Regions from separate parts of the Gossypium hirsutum genome. Here region 1 is linked to region 2. The links are chromatin contacts, called in public Hi-C maps. All regions are on one chromosome and are shown on one strand. Each heading gives the region's core, a stretch centred on a gene start, on an enhancer-like site or on the middle of the called end of the contact. The rest is flanking DNA. Distances are from core to core; before and after follow the strand shown.

Region 1 (6,822 bases), core at 1,304-3,803, 600 kb after region 2:
GAGAGCAGTAACTGCCCCAGCTGTGACTATGTATCTACAAGTATAAAAACCGAACATGGAGTTCGAAAGTAAGTTTTGGAGCGCAGGCCTTAAAACTTAAAGAATGAAACAACACCATGAACTACCAAAAGAATACAATGCTTACGCAGCCCACTGCATTCCGTTGGCAGAAAAAGCTGAGGAGATAGGAGTGTCTGGATTCAATGCATAGTATGGAACTAAGCCGACAATAACAACTGATACGAGCATGTACAAAATACAACACAGTGTCAAAGTCATCCCTATGCCCAACGGTAAATCTCGTAAAGGTCTTTTTGTCTGCCATGAAGAGGGGGAAAGGATATATATCAAAAAGAGATCATAATAAGGTGGCTTGTCAGCCATGCGAATCGACTCAACATAAAAGGACATATTAGTACTTAGGGTACTTATTTTATCTATGGTAAATCTCGTAAAGGTCTTTTTGTCTTCCATGAAGAAGGGGAAAAGGATACATATCAAAAAGAGATCATAATAAGGTGGCTTGTCAGTCATGCGAATCAACTCAACGTAAAAGGACATATTAGTATTTAGGGTGCTTATTTTATCTATGGTAAATCTCGTAAAGGTCTTTTTATCTGCCATGAAGAGGGGGAAAAGGATATATATCAAAAATAGATCATAATAAGGTGCCTTGATAGCCATGTGAATGGACTCAATGTAAAAGGACATATTAGTATTTTGGGTGCTTATTTTATCTATGGTAAAGAGAGATAATGGCAGGAGAGCATCATGAAAATCCGGTAATACCTCTTCAGCAGCACCAGTAACTGCATCAAAGCCTATATATGAAAAAAACACAATAGCGGATCCTGCTAGCATCCCATTTAGCCCAAAGGGGAAAAACCTGCAAACTTGAAAGGAAAACATAAAAAGGAGAGTAAAGCATACAAAAATAAAAAACTGTGCAAAGTCGAAGAAAAAATCATTATAGCTACCCGCCATGAAGTTCATAACCAACCCATCCAGTCTTGCAAGCCAAATAGCCACCAGCTACTATAATGAAAAGCATGGCACACACATTCACCGTTGTAACAATTGTTTGTACCAGTGAACTCTGTAATATCAAGTGTTAAATGAAAGCATTTACAAAAAACTAGATACACCTAAAACAGATAGAAAACCAATAGTCTACCTCCTTTATTCCGGCACACAGCAGAAACGTGACGATAAGAACTAAAATGGCTGCACAAGGATCCACCACAACTCCGAGCTGAGGGATTGTGTGACGAACCAAAAAGGCAGGCAGATTACCTTCACCTCCCAAAAATAAGGCCTGAAACACACAGCAATGAAGATCTTACAACATTCGCTCAAGTGAGGTAATAAATTACAGTATTATGCCAAAATTTTAGAAGTAAATCCTCACTATATTGGGTGATATGCCACCAGCAATAGCAGCACCACCAATTGTGTATTCTAGAATCAAAGACCAACCGATCAACCAAGCAACACTGCAAGTAACCACATTCTTACCTTACAAACCGAAATCAGATGCAATTATATAGAAAAACTGGAAAATATAAAATGATCCAATGATTTTAGTTTACCTTTCCCCTATGCATATATAGGTATAATGATATGCACTCCCAGCAGATGGGCAACGACTAGCAAGCTCTGCATAACAAAATGCGGAGAGTGCGGCAGCTAGTCCGGCAATGAGAAATGAAACAGTAAGAGCAGGTCCTGTGTGCTCTCTAGCAACTGTTCCAACAAGAACATATACCCCAGCTCCAATGGTTGTCCCTACTCCTGATTAATACAACATTCATTTAACAAATGTCAATGTGTATGAAACATCTAAAACGACTACCGCTATAGCTCCAAACATGAATTAAAATCCTTAAAGAAAACCAACAAACACCCATCACCCCCACATTCAACAAGCTCAGTATTCAGTCACCCTGGTTCCATCTCCATGACTAAAACTGCACTAAAGACCAAATTTTCAGAGAAACAACCAACACTTTTGCTTCAAAACAAAAACCAATAAAACAGGAGAGCACAGGAATAAACTGAAATGCCTATAAAACCAGAATATATATATATATCAAATGAAAATATGAGATAAGATGAACAAAAAATAAAATAAAATAAACCCAAATAGCAGAAGTACAAATTGAAGCAAATTAATAGCAGGAATACCAATGGCAGTGAGGTCAAGAGCAGTTAGTTTCCTGGCTAATTGGTGACCTTCTCTCCTTACATGGACCGAATCAACTTGTTTTCTTCTAACTAAGCTTTTGAAACCCTTTGAACACTTTGAAAGTAGTGCTTCACCCTTGTCTTGCATACTAACAATCATACTTCAAAAAAATTCCTTTTGTTTACTTCCTGTTTTGTTGGGTGAAAATTTTATTAGTAGAGAATAAAAAGAAAGAGCTTTTGATGAATTTACAGGAAACCCATATGACAAATAATGTTAAAGAATTAGAAAGAAGAAAGGTTTTTGACTTTTTGGAGATAACTGAGAGGCAGAGAGATAACAGCTTTGGTCTAAATATGGGGCGAACACGTCGTGGTTACGTGTAAAAGAGTCTTCATATTTATATCCCCATCCAATCTAAACAAAGAAACCATTAAAACAGCATTAATGCGATAACATCAGTTAAATTTTTGTTTTTTTTTTTTTTGTCAATTACAATTTTCTTCTTGTTGAAATACCATTCACAATTTAATATTGTACAACTCCATCAAAATAATTATGAAATAGCCTTTTTAAGTATTGATACTTAATGATAACTAATTTTTAATTACAGAATAAATAAATATATGATATCTTTTTTTATAAAGTTAAAACAATTTATTTTTATTTTATCTATAAAAAAATTTACTATATATATTTTTGAGTACTTTTTATTATATTAATATGAAATATATATATATTACTAATACTGGTAATTGAGGAATGTGAAAGTGAAAACTACATGCTTATGTAATGAAACACATAATCTGTTATGTATCGCATAATTTGATATATATATATGTAATATATATAATTGAAATTATATTTTGGCTTATTTCATAGTGAAAAAAGAAATTATGTAATACATATATTTATAAAATATATATAAAAATAATATATGAAATTTTGGTTAAATGATAAAAATATAATTACTAAAAAATATTGGGGTTTGAATTTAAATCTTATTATATTTATTCATATTTCTATTTTTCAATATAAAATATATAAAATAACAAAAATATTTTCAAAATATTATAATTTACTTTATAAAATAAAAGTAAACTCATCATTATCTAATTGACTCGTGACTCCAAATTATTTTTTGGATCATCATTATTCGACACCTAAAATATTCTATGCAAGAAACTAGTACTTACAGTTTGGATACAACTTTTAAAATTAAAAAAAAAAAAGTAAAATTTAAGCTTTTAAAATTGGAAAACATCAAGCCTTCTATCATGTATAGTTTGTTTGTATATAAAATTACAAAAGTGAAAGTGAGGCCTATAAAATACTTTAGCCAAAGATCCAATCAATCGCTTCAAAGGATTTTCTTGTTTTAAAGGAAAGAATAAAAGAGCTGCTTTCTGAACCTAATCACTGAATCCGTCTAGGTTCTTACAAGCGACAACATGAGAATCAACACGCATATATTTACATACAGTAATACTTTATGGTTGGTAAACATGATTTTCAATGGATTTTTTGTTTTCTTTTTTAAGATTATTTATTTAATATTTTTATACAAACCTAAAGAGCAAATTATACTGTAGCATGTGCCCAACATAAGTACATTGCAAAGGTAACTTAGTCACAGACACAACATACAATACAACAACATGAAAACATTAAAAGAAAAAAGAAACATTCATAAGATAGAGATAAAAAGAGGCCAAGGCAAATGTTTTCCTCGCTAATTAATAGTTTTTCTTTTCTTTTCTTTTGCTTTATCCCTATCTAATGTCCTCCAAAGTTAGTTGTAAAAACAATGTACCAATATTCCCATCAGCTGCGGCTGCGGCATCATTCCTCTCGCCTTGGACTCCCCTCGCCATCACCACCACCATCAAGCTGAACCCACATGCCTTGATTTTGTTCCCCTCCGTTTTCCCAGGTTTGTTGCCTTACACTCCGGTTAATTGTATCACCACCATCAGAAAGATGTGCCCACACGCTCCGGCTCTTTCCGCCACCACTGAATTCTTCCTCACATCCCGCAACGGTCTTGAGTAGCTCTGACTGCAGTGATGGGCAGTTTTCTTTGAGATACTCAAAACCGTCCGAACGCATAACAGCTGCACCGATAGAATAGTCAGAAACTGGACAAAGTTAAGAGTGCTGAGAACCTTAGGCTCTGCTCTTGATTCCAGGATTTTCACTAACTTCAGGAACTTCTGAAGAGCAAAAAGCCTCACAAAGAGGAAAGAATGGCCACATGAGATGATGTTATCTAAAAGACACTTTAATGATCTGGAATACTCGGTACTGACCTGACCCATGGGCTGGGACAGGCTGACTTAGGCTTGAAAAACATCGCAGAAGCCTGACCTCAAATAGGTAAGACCAGCAGGCTGCCCGGAGCCTGGGTCCATAAACAGCAAGAACCAGAAATACAAAATATGACCCTTCTCAGAAACTACGTTCATCATAAATCAGAATGCTTAGCATCATCTCAAGACATTTTCAGATTTGGAATACACACAAACATGCCAGGAAAGGGAAATACTACTTTTTTTCCATGTTCATCATAATTGTGAATGCTGAGAATCACCTCAAGACATTTGGAAAAGGGCCACCAGACTTTACCCTGCACATGGTGACGTCCAGTGCTTCTATATAACATAAAATTTGGAAAAGAGAAAAAAAAGAACTGAAAACTTACCAACAAGATTTTCAGCAGCAAATTTTAAGCAAACAGTTTTTAGATCCATGGCATGATGACGATCAGCCAGCGCTAAAATATTTGCGACTGAGTTCACAGATATATCCTTGCAGAGTACAGATTCGCACATCAGTCTAAGTCTAGGCAAGTCATATTTGTCGGCTGCTGCCAACAACTTTGCAGCCAATGCATCCGATACAGATGGCATAGAAGATGAACTAGTCCCAACGAACTCCTCATCATCAATAAGACTGTCTCTGTATATGAAGTGCAGCAAAGCCTGTCAAATACACATAATAGAGAATTTTAGGAAAATAAGACCACACCAACAGCAGATTCTAGTGCCATATAAAGAGCTAACATGAATTTAAGCAGAATTACAGCCAAATCTAAGGTAAGTGAAATGAGGTAACGCTTAGAAAGTGTTACCTTAAAAACCTTAGGCTCCATATCTGTAACAACTATTTCATTATCATCTTCCATCCGATCAGAAAATTCAGCTTCAAATACAGGAGACCTAGCAGCTAATACCAGCTTGTGAGCATGAAACTTTGCCCCAAACACATTAAAAGTAATATCTGACCCTTCTTCATTTTCCAATAAGATGCCAAAATGGGAACCGATATCAGACTCAGGGACCCGTATTGAGTGCAACCTTGGGCAGTCTGTTTCAGAAACCACAACACCAACAGTGCAATTTATTTTTAAGCAATCATCCTTGAGGAAATCAGATGTTTCAAGCATAGCCCGCCTGAAGAAACGCTTGTATCCCCTGAAAGCAAAGAAGACATTGAATTGATTTCAACCCATTGAAAGTGAAAATGAGTCAAGTGTAGGCAAGCAATTGCATTCAAAATATATGCTTCAAATAAGATAAGAGGGAAAAATAGAACCCTAGTCCCGAAAGAAGTATGACAGTAATTAACTAAAACTGGTGGGTAGGCCCAACTTAAATTATGTGAACAGTCCAATGTTGCTTTGTTTATATATGGTAAGCATAAATGTTACACGAATCTGACATATTCAAAAACCAGTAGACTACTCATAAAATAGAAAATAAATAACTAATATTATCATCCACGGTTAACTTTTTTTAACAATAAACAAGAAGTTGTAGTGGTACAATAATAAAAAAATTAAGGTGATAAACTCTTCATAAGAGATTCCTAGCTATCTTAAGCAATGATATGGTTATGTTCTATGTTGCTCCAACTCTTCATTTTCACTGAAAGATGTGTTGGACACATATTCGGATATGAATAAGAAAGTACAACTCTCCAAATGAATGGAAATACTTAGAAAAAATGAGCAGACCTTTTAGACACATACACGTAGCCAACATTCAACCCCAAGCTTGAGTAACGTCGGGTATGCATTAAAGTTGAAAAGTGAATAAGACAAAAATCAAAGGTTGAGTAACGAGAAGAGATTCTCCACATGGATGAAATCCAATGATCATAAAAATAGCTTAGTAAGCATAACTAATTGATATTTCATCTTATGAAGAAATAATAAATGTTAACTTCAAAAAAAAAAAATACTCATCTTATGCTCCCCTTAAGGGAACCAAGTATTCAACCCAAGAGATATGCTAGTAGTGCAAGGAAAAAGCAGGTATTTGTTCCTCATCTCCTTCCTTGCCCTCCTCATAACCATGCTGACACGAAGAGAGAGAGAGATATGGTAGCAAAACTCTAAAGAACAGAAGCATTATAAGGCACTGAGATATCTTCCTCCTTCCTCTTTCATGTATAGGCAAAGGAGTACATATGCGGAAAGAGTTCATGGAAGAGCAAGACGTAAAGTGGATCTCATAAATAAAAGCATATTCTGTAAGACTCTTCTCATTTGCTCTCAAAAGGGAGACAGATAATCCCCGTAAATGCATACATCCCATGCAATCCGGTGCATCTACCAGCTGGTTAATTATTTATTT
Region 2 (6,517 bases), core at 3,760-6,259:
AATGAATATAACAATATAAATTACATAATATATACAATAATATTTCATGCGAATATAACTTAAAATAACAACATAAACAATCAATTTTCATGCAAATACATAAAAACAATAAATAAAATAACAAATAATTTATGAGATAAAATTAACATATTAAAACAATACTAAATAAATATAAAAAAGATACAAAAATAAGCAAACAAATTATGAACATATAAAAAAAGATAAAATCTAAATACAATTAAAAAAATAAATGAGGTAAAAAATATTTAAAACAATATATAAATAATAAAGGAGAATTTTTTTAAAAAAATGGTTAATATAAAAATATATATTATATGATATAATAACTTAATATATATATTTATAAAAAATATTAATATATTAAATAGGAACAAAATTTTATATTAAATTTTAGAATATTACATACTAAACACTAAATAATGATATATAAAAATGTAATTTTCAATAATAATTTACAAATTTTTAAAATTATACATAATAAATAATTAATAATAAAATGATATAGTAAAATAAAAATAATATAATGAATAATAAAAAGATATAATATATAATAATTTTTACATATATAAATAATATTGATAGTAAAGATAAATAATATATAAAGTATTTAATAAATAAATTATATAAAAATATTTAAAAGGATTAAAATTAAATAAAAATAAAGTTCTAGGGTTAATTTTAAAATAATAAAAAAATTTGGACCTAATTGAAACGCGTGCTAAAATCTGAGGGACTCATTGAGCAATTAGCCCTAATCTCAAAACGGCTTCGTTCTCAAAATAAGTCTTATAATAGCAACTAGGACTAAATTAAAACAAAAATAAAAGGTCAGGGCCAAATTAAAATAAAAATAAAATGAAATTATAAATATTAAAAATGTGGAAGGATCAATTGGGCAATTAGCCCTTTAAACAAAAACATGCGGATCCTATCTGGGTCACAGGTCAACGCGCGTATCCTAAGCTTTGAAACGACGCCGTTTTGAAGCTTATCATTTTAAGCAAAACGACGTCGTTTCCATGAGGCTATATAAGCCAAATTTTGGCCCCTAAAATTCATTTTTAACCTGTTTTAAAAAAAAAACTAAAGAAACCTCTGAAATGGGGTAGAGAGCAGGCCCTCAGAGCTCTGTCGAGCCTCCGTCATCGGGCTCCCACGCACCCACGCGCCCACATGCCGCTGTCAACTCCACCACACACGGCGGTCGAAATTCGTATAGCCTCACTTTTCACAGCGAATCGAGAGGTAATCCTCTTTTTATTTATTTTTTAGTATTTTATATGTATATATTCATAACAAAAAGAAAGAAAAAAAAAGAGAGGATAAAAACGAATCACCTCTGTTTCTTCGATAAACTGCTGTATTTTTATTGTATATGTGCTTGTAAAAAACTCATTCCTTTTACATTGTTTTGATTCGGGCATTTATAGCCACTGGAAATCAACATAAAATATTACAATATTTATTTCTTACTATATTGGTATTTGTCTCTGTTGTTTCTTTCCTTTTGCAGGTGACGACGAGAGAATCGGCGATGATCGTGCGCTGATGACGCGAATCTGCCTGTGGTGGGATTGGCGCGCCGATTGCGGCGCGAGATAAGGCCTGGTGTCGGGGTGCTTGCGGCGCCTGGGTTTCAAAAACCTTAGGCCCTCTATCTTCTGTTAATGGTTTGGGCCCTTTGGGCCGTGTTTATTTGTTGGGTTGGGTGTAACTGGGTATTTGGGTTTTAGACTAATTGGGCTGTAACCAAATTTTAGGTTATCAGGCCTTTAAGCCTGTTTATTGTAATTTGGACATTTAACAGGGACATTTTATTTATTTAGTTTATAAATTTTGTTTATTTTATTTCACGAGCCCGGACAAAAATGGGTTTCTACAAATGAACAAACATCATTAATTTGGTTCATGAATGGGTTGATACTTGTAACTTATTAATGGCTGAAAATTGCTATTCATGTTCATATTTTTAGTATAAATTGTTGTCTTGTAAACATTTGAAGGTTGACCAATGAATGAACATTTTATAATTGTGAGATAACTTCTCTTTATTCTTTAAGAACTTATTCTGAATTTACCAAGATTCGTTCTTATGGCGTTCACGCCATTTCGATCTTATCACTCCTGTTTTTCCTTCTAAGTTTGTCAGTGTAGCGATCAACCCTATATCTTTGGTTCCTATCTCCATATAGATAGTGGGTCAAGGTTCTTCATCCTTTTAAAAAACTTCTCGAGTTTTTAACAACCTTATAGAAATTGGGTCGCATTGTTTTATAACGTAGGTTCGTTTCTGGTTTGTTTCAAGTTCGAAAATTATATCCCAAGTTATCCTTTGATATCTTTTCCTTCCTATTTCTATCATATTTCGAGAGAATATCTGTTAAGAATGACCGGGAACTTTAAAATCGTGACTCATATTTCAACGCGTAGCGAGGTTCACCTTAAAAGGTTTAGGGTCAGTTTGGCAATGCTTTTGAGAAATGCTTTTGAGAAGTGCTGTGGAAAAGTGCTTTTGAGAGTGCTTTTCAGAAGTACTTTTGAAAATTTGAAGTGTTTGGTATTGCTGTCAAAAAGTGCTTTTGAGAAGTAAAATGTCCATTTTAGACATGATATTATAAAGTAACAAATATGTATTTAAATAATGTTCAAATTAGTTAATATTACGATATTTTAGCAAAAATATAAAAAAAATAATTTATTATAACTTATTGTTAATATTTTAATATATAATATTAATTTTAAATATTTCTAAGTAATTAATATTAATTATTTATTAAATTTAATTAGAATATATAAACTATATTTAAATATTAACAAGATGCCGACGTTACTGAGCTGAAAAAATGTGAAAAATTTAAACTATATTTCATAATTATTTCATAAAATCAAAGAGAAGAAGATGAGAAGGAAAATATAAAACTCACTAGTGGTGGAGAAGAGGAACAAACCAGACAAGAAAAGTAGAGTTCAGACAAGAAAAGGGGAAAAAAATCTTCTAATGTCTAGAAAAAGCAGCAAGGTTAAAATAGTAAAATACCAGCCAAGAAGCACTTTTGGTTGAGAAAAGCTCAAAATTTCTCCTTTTTCATCTGTGCAAAAGTGCTTAATTTAAGTTAAAAAAATTTCAACACTGTTGTTTGTTTTCTATTGCTTTTAAAGAAAAAGCAGTTTTTTGAGCAAAAGCCCATCAGAAAAGGAATGAAGAACGAGGCCTTAATTGATTTCAAGATGTTGGTTTTTTTAGTTCTATGATTAAATTTGAAAATGAAAAGAAAGTTTAAATTTTTAGATTTGAAATTTTTATACATATATATTGTACTTTAGAATTTAAAAACATATTATTTTAAATTTTAAATTATTTTTATATTTTTAATCTCTTCTATTTTTCTAATTTTTAAAATTTTTTTCTTTAAATTATATATACAATATTATCATTCCATGTTTCAAAATACAAGAATGTCACCTATCCCAAGTTAAACAGTGTGGACCCACAAATTTCAAGTCGAATATTTCTTGATTGCAAAAAAAAAAATCTCATTTGGTTCTTCTCTTTGATAGAGCATTGATTCAAGGATTGTCGAAACTTGATCTTGAAGGCGAGATACTTGCTTGAAAAATTAATTTCATTTGGATTCATGAGTTGTCAAGATTTGATCTTAAAAAGAGGTTTGGAGAGAGTTTGGATGGAAAGATCATCCAGACTTGATCTTAGATGGTTGAGTTTGTCTTGAGTCATCGAACCTTATCTTGAAAATGGGTTTTATATTTTTTACGTTGATGCAATTGAATTGAGGAGAGTTTTGACCTAAGTGTTGTCTAGATTCAATATTGGATGGAAGATTCTGCTTCAAAGGCCTTTTAGGCTTGATCTTGAAAAAAAAGTTTAGTCTCCTTTCTATTAGTTGAAATGGATCAAAAGGCAACTTTTTTCAAAAACAACTTTTGGTCCTCTTCTTGGTTGAACTTGGATTGGAAGGTAGCTTTTGTTCAGAACTAATATGTTGTTCATCAAAATTTCTTCAAAGATTTCTACAGATGATTTCTGAACTTCTTGAACTTGTTAATGTGTGTTAAAGGTTTGGAGGTAACCTGTTTTTATAGTGCCAATTAGTCAAGTGAGAGTTCTTTTAGAATTTAACTTCTTCATTTGAGGATTCTATAAGGACTAAACTCATTTATTTATTATTTACCTCATATTAATTTAATTAATTAGAAATAAAATAACCCTTAAAGAATATTGTTTTTTTATATATATAAGAGTTCTAAAAGGATTTAATTTCTTTCAAATTCCCTCTCAATACAATTTCTTTCAAATTCATTAAAATTTCATGGACTGATTCTTGAATACCTACTATGGTAGAATATTCGTGGGGTATTTTCTCAGATTTTGCACGTGTAATGCATGTTCCTTCTAGTTCTCCAAGCAAAGCTCTTCGTATCGCAATGCCTATTGTGTCGGCTTGGCCTTTCATAAGTGGAGACAGAATAAAGCGTCCATAATAAAGGCGCTTACTATCTGTTCTTGATTCAATACACTTCCACTGTCGTGTCCGAGTCGAAGTAGAGACTTTTACTTTCTCTCGAACCATAGTAATATTATTTTATTTGATCAGATCATTGAATCATTTATTTCTCTTGAAATCTCTTTAGTGTTTATTTCTACACACGTCTTTTTTTAGGGTCTACAGCCATTATGTGGCATAAGGGTTACATCCCGTACGAAACTTAATAGTATAACACTTCTACGAATAGCTCGTAATCTCTTTACTAGGTCCAAAATTTCTGACTTTATACCGTGTTTCATAAAAAGTACTAAATTAATTGACGGAATGAACCTGCAAGTACCAATTTGAAATTCGGGAGAAGGTGACAAGTTAAGGGACCAAATTCAATTTAGCCAATTTGATAATAAACAAGTGGATTTTTAACGTTAAAAGGGATTCACGTAAGGACTCATTAAATTCATTGAAAATTAGAAGCCCGTAATTGACGGACGAATGGGTAATATAGATAGGCCCATTGAATCAATATCCATTATGAGCCCAAACTACGTCATCTCCGTTCCCTTCCACTCTCTTTACCCGTAGCGCGCCTTGGAAACGGATAAACCTTCTCTTTTTTCTTCTTTTCTCCCTCTCCAAGCTCTGAAACTTCAAAAAAAAAAAAAAAGGAAAAAAAAAACGAAATGCTGGCAAACCCTAGCGGCGTACGAAGCACGGCGTGTTATGCTCAACCTTCGCATTTCGCTTTCTCCGGCCGTTGCAAACTTCTTTCATCTTTTCCAAATCGCCCTCGCTTTCTTAGTCCCAAAAAAACCTCTAAGTTTTGCTCTCTCTCACTGCTTTTATCGCGAGATGGCGTCAGATGTAACCGCTTTGCCGTTAAAGCTTTGGCCGAGCCGGAAGTTTCCGAGTCTGTTGCTGCTGCTGCCGGGGGAGCTGGTGCTGGTGGTTCTGGTTTACTGCCACCTGTTTCTGTCAAAATTCCCTTTGGAGATAGAGAGGTAAGCTGAGGGAACTTATTATTTTACTCCTAATACCAAAATTTAGTCGTAGATGGAGTACAAAGTAAAAACAAATTCTTCAAGTGATTTACAACTTAAATTTAGAACCATGAATTTTGTTATCTAAATATTTTAACTATTTAAAAGGTGCTTGCTTTTGATTGAATGTAGCCTTTTTACCATTGGCTTTGCGAAAAAAAATCTGAGCAAATTTAACATAATGTGTTACGGGAACTTGATAATGGAAATGTTTAGGAAATGAGTGTATGCTAAGTAGTTGCTAATGCAATAGTTGGGACATATATAGGCAGTTTTCTCTTAGAAAGTAGCGGCCATACATTTTTCTGCATTTCTTTTCTTGCTCAGCTTTTGCGCTTTGGGTTAGTTGAAATGCTAGTTTTGTTTTGGTGTTGTTACTTGTTGTGTTTCATGATGATAATCAGGCGAATACTGAACTCAACCTGATGTTATTTGCTGAATGCATAAGTAATTTTGTTGCTTATTGCAGATTCTGATTGAGACAGGTCATATAGGGAGGCAAGCTAGTGGTTCTGTGATGGCAACTGATGGAGAAACAGTAAGTGTTAATTCCTTCCGTGGATGAGTAATGTGTTCCTATGAAAAAATATTAAAATTCATTGCATTTAGATTTGTATATTATATATGTATATTTCATATATCAAAAGAAATAGTAGGGTTTATTATTTTTGTTATTATTATTATTATTTTTTTTTTGTAGATTGTATACACATCTGTTTGTTTGTCAGATGTCCCAAGTGAGCCTTCTGATTTTTTCCCGCTTAGTGTTACATATCAAGAACGATTTTCGGCAGCAGGTCGGACTAGGTGTGTCTTTTTCCAACCTATGTATTAGTTTAATTAATTACTTGAAATGAACTTATGTATATCATGCTTAAACTTTTTTCTATTGCTTCAGTGGTGGTTTCTTTAAACGCGAAGGGAAGACAAAGGACAATGAGGTACTAATCACTG

Evidence for each region. Hi-C and Micro-C count contacts between places; a contact is called where the count stands out from the background.
Region 1: a Hi-C map of leaf shows a contact between it and region 2, with 2.3 times the contacts expected there. The contact joins the promoter of LOC107891281 here to the promoter of LOC107891187 in region 2. A contact is called at or near these places in 5 of 34 Hi-C or Micro-C datasets (leaf and seedling).

Annotation. Positions count from the first base shown.
Region 1 is chrA11:93,060,133-93,066,954 of Gossypium_hirsutum_v2.1, forward strand. LOC107891281 (cationic amino acid transporter 4, vacuolar) reads right to left here and starts at 2,554. Exons shown (of 14, transcript XM_016816038.2): 1 at 2,185-2,554; 2 at 1,590-1,791; 3 at 1,409-1,493; 4 at 1,175-1,315; 5 at 978-1,096; 6 at 790-886; 7 at 146-318; 8 at 1-34. The coding sequence starts at 2,344. It overlaps LOC107891302 (BTB/POZ and MATH domain-containing protein 4), which reads right to left. Exons shown (of 4, transcript XM_016816055.2): 2 at 5,316-5,658; 3 at 4,887-5,166; 4 at 3,782-4,299. The coding sequence ends at 4,028.
Region 2 is chrA11:92,452,896-92,459,412 of Gossypium_hirsutum_v2.1, forward strand. LOC107891187 (probable polyribonucleotide nucleotidyltransferase 1, chloroplastic) reads left to right here and starts at 5,010. Exons shown (of 25, transcript XR_001682143.2): 1 at 5,010-5,524; 2 at 6,033-6,101; 3 at 6,264-6,370; 4 at 6,462-6,504.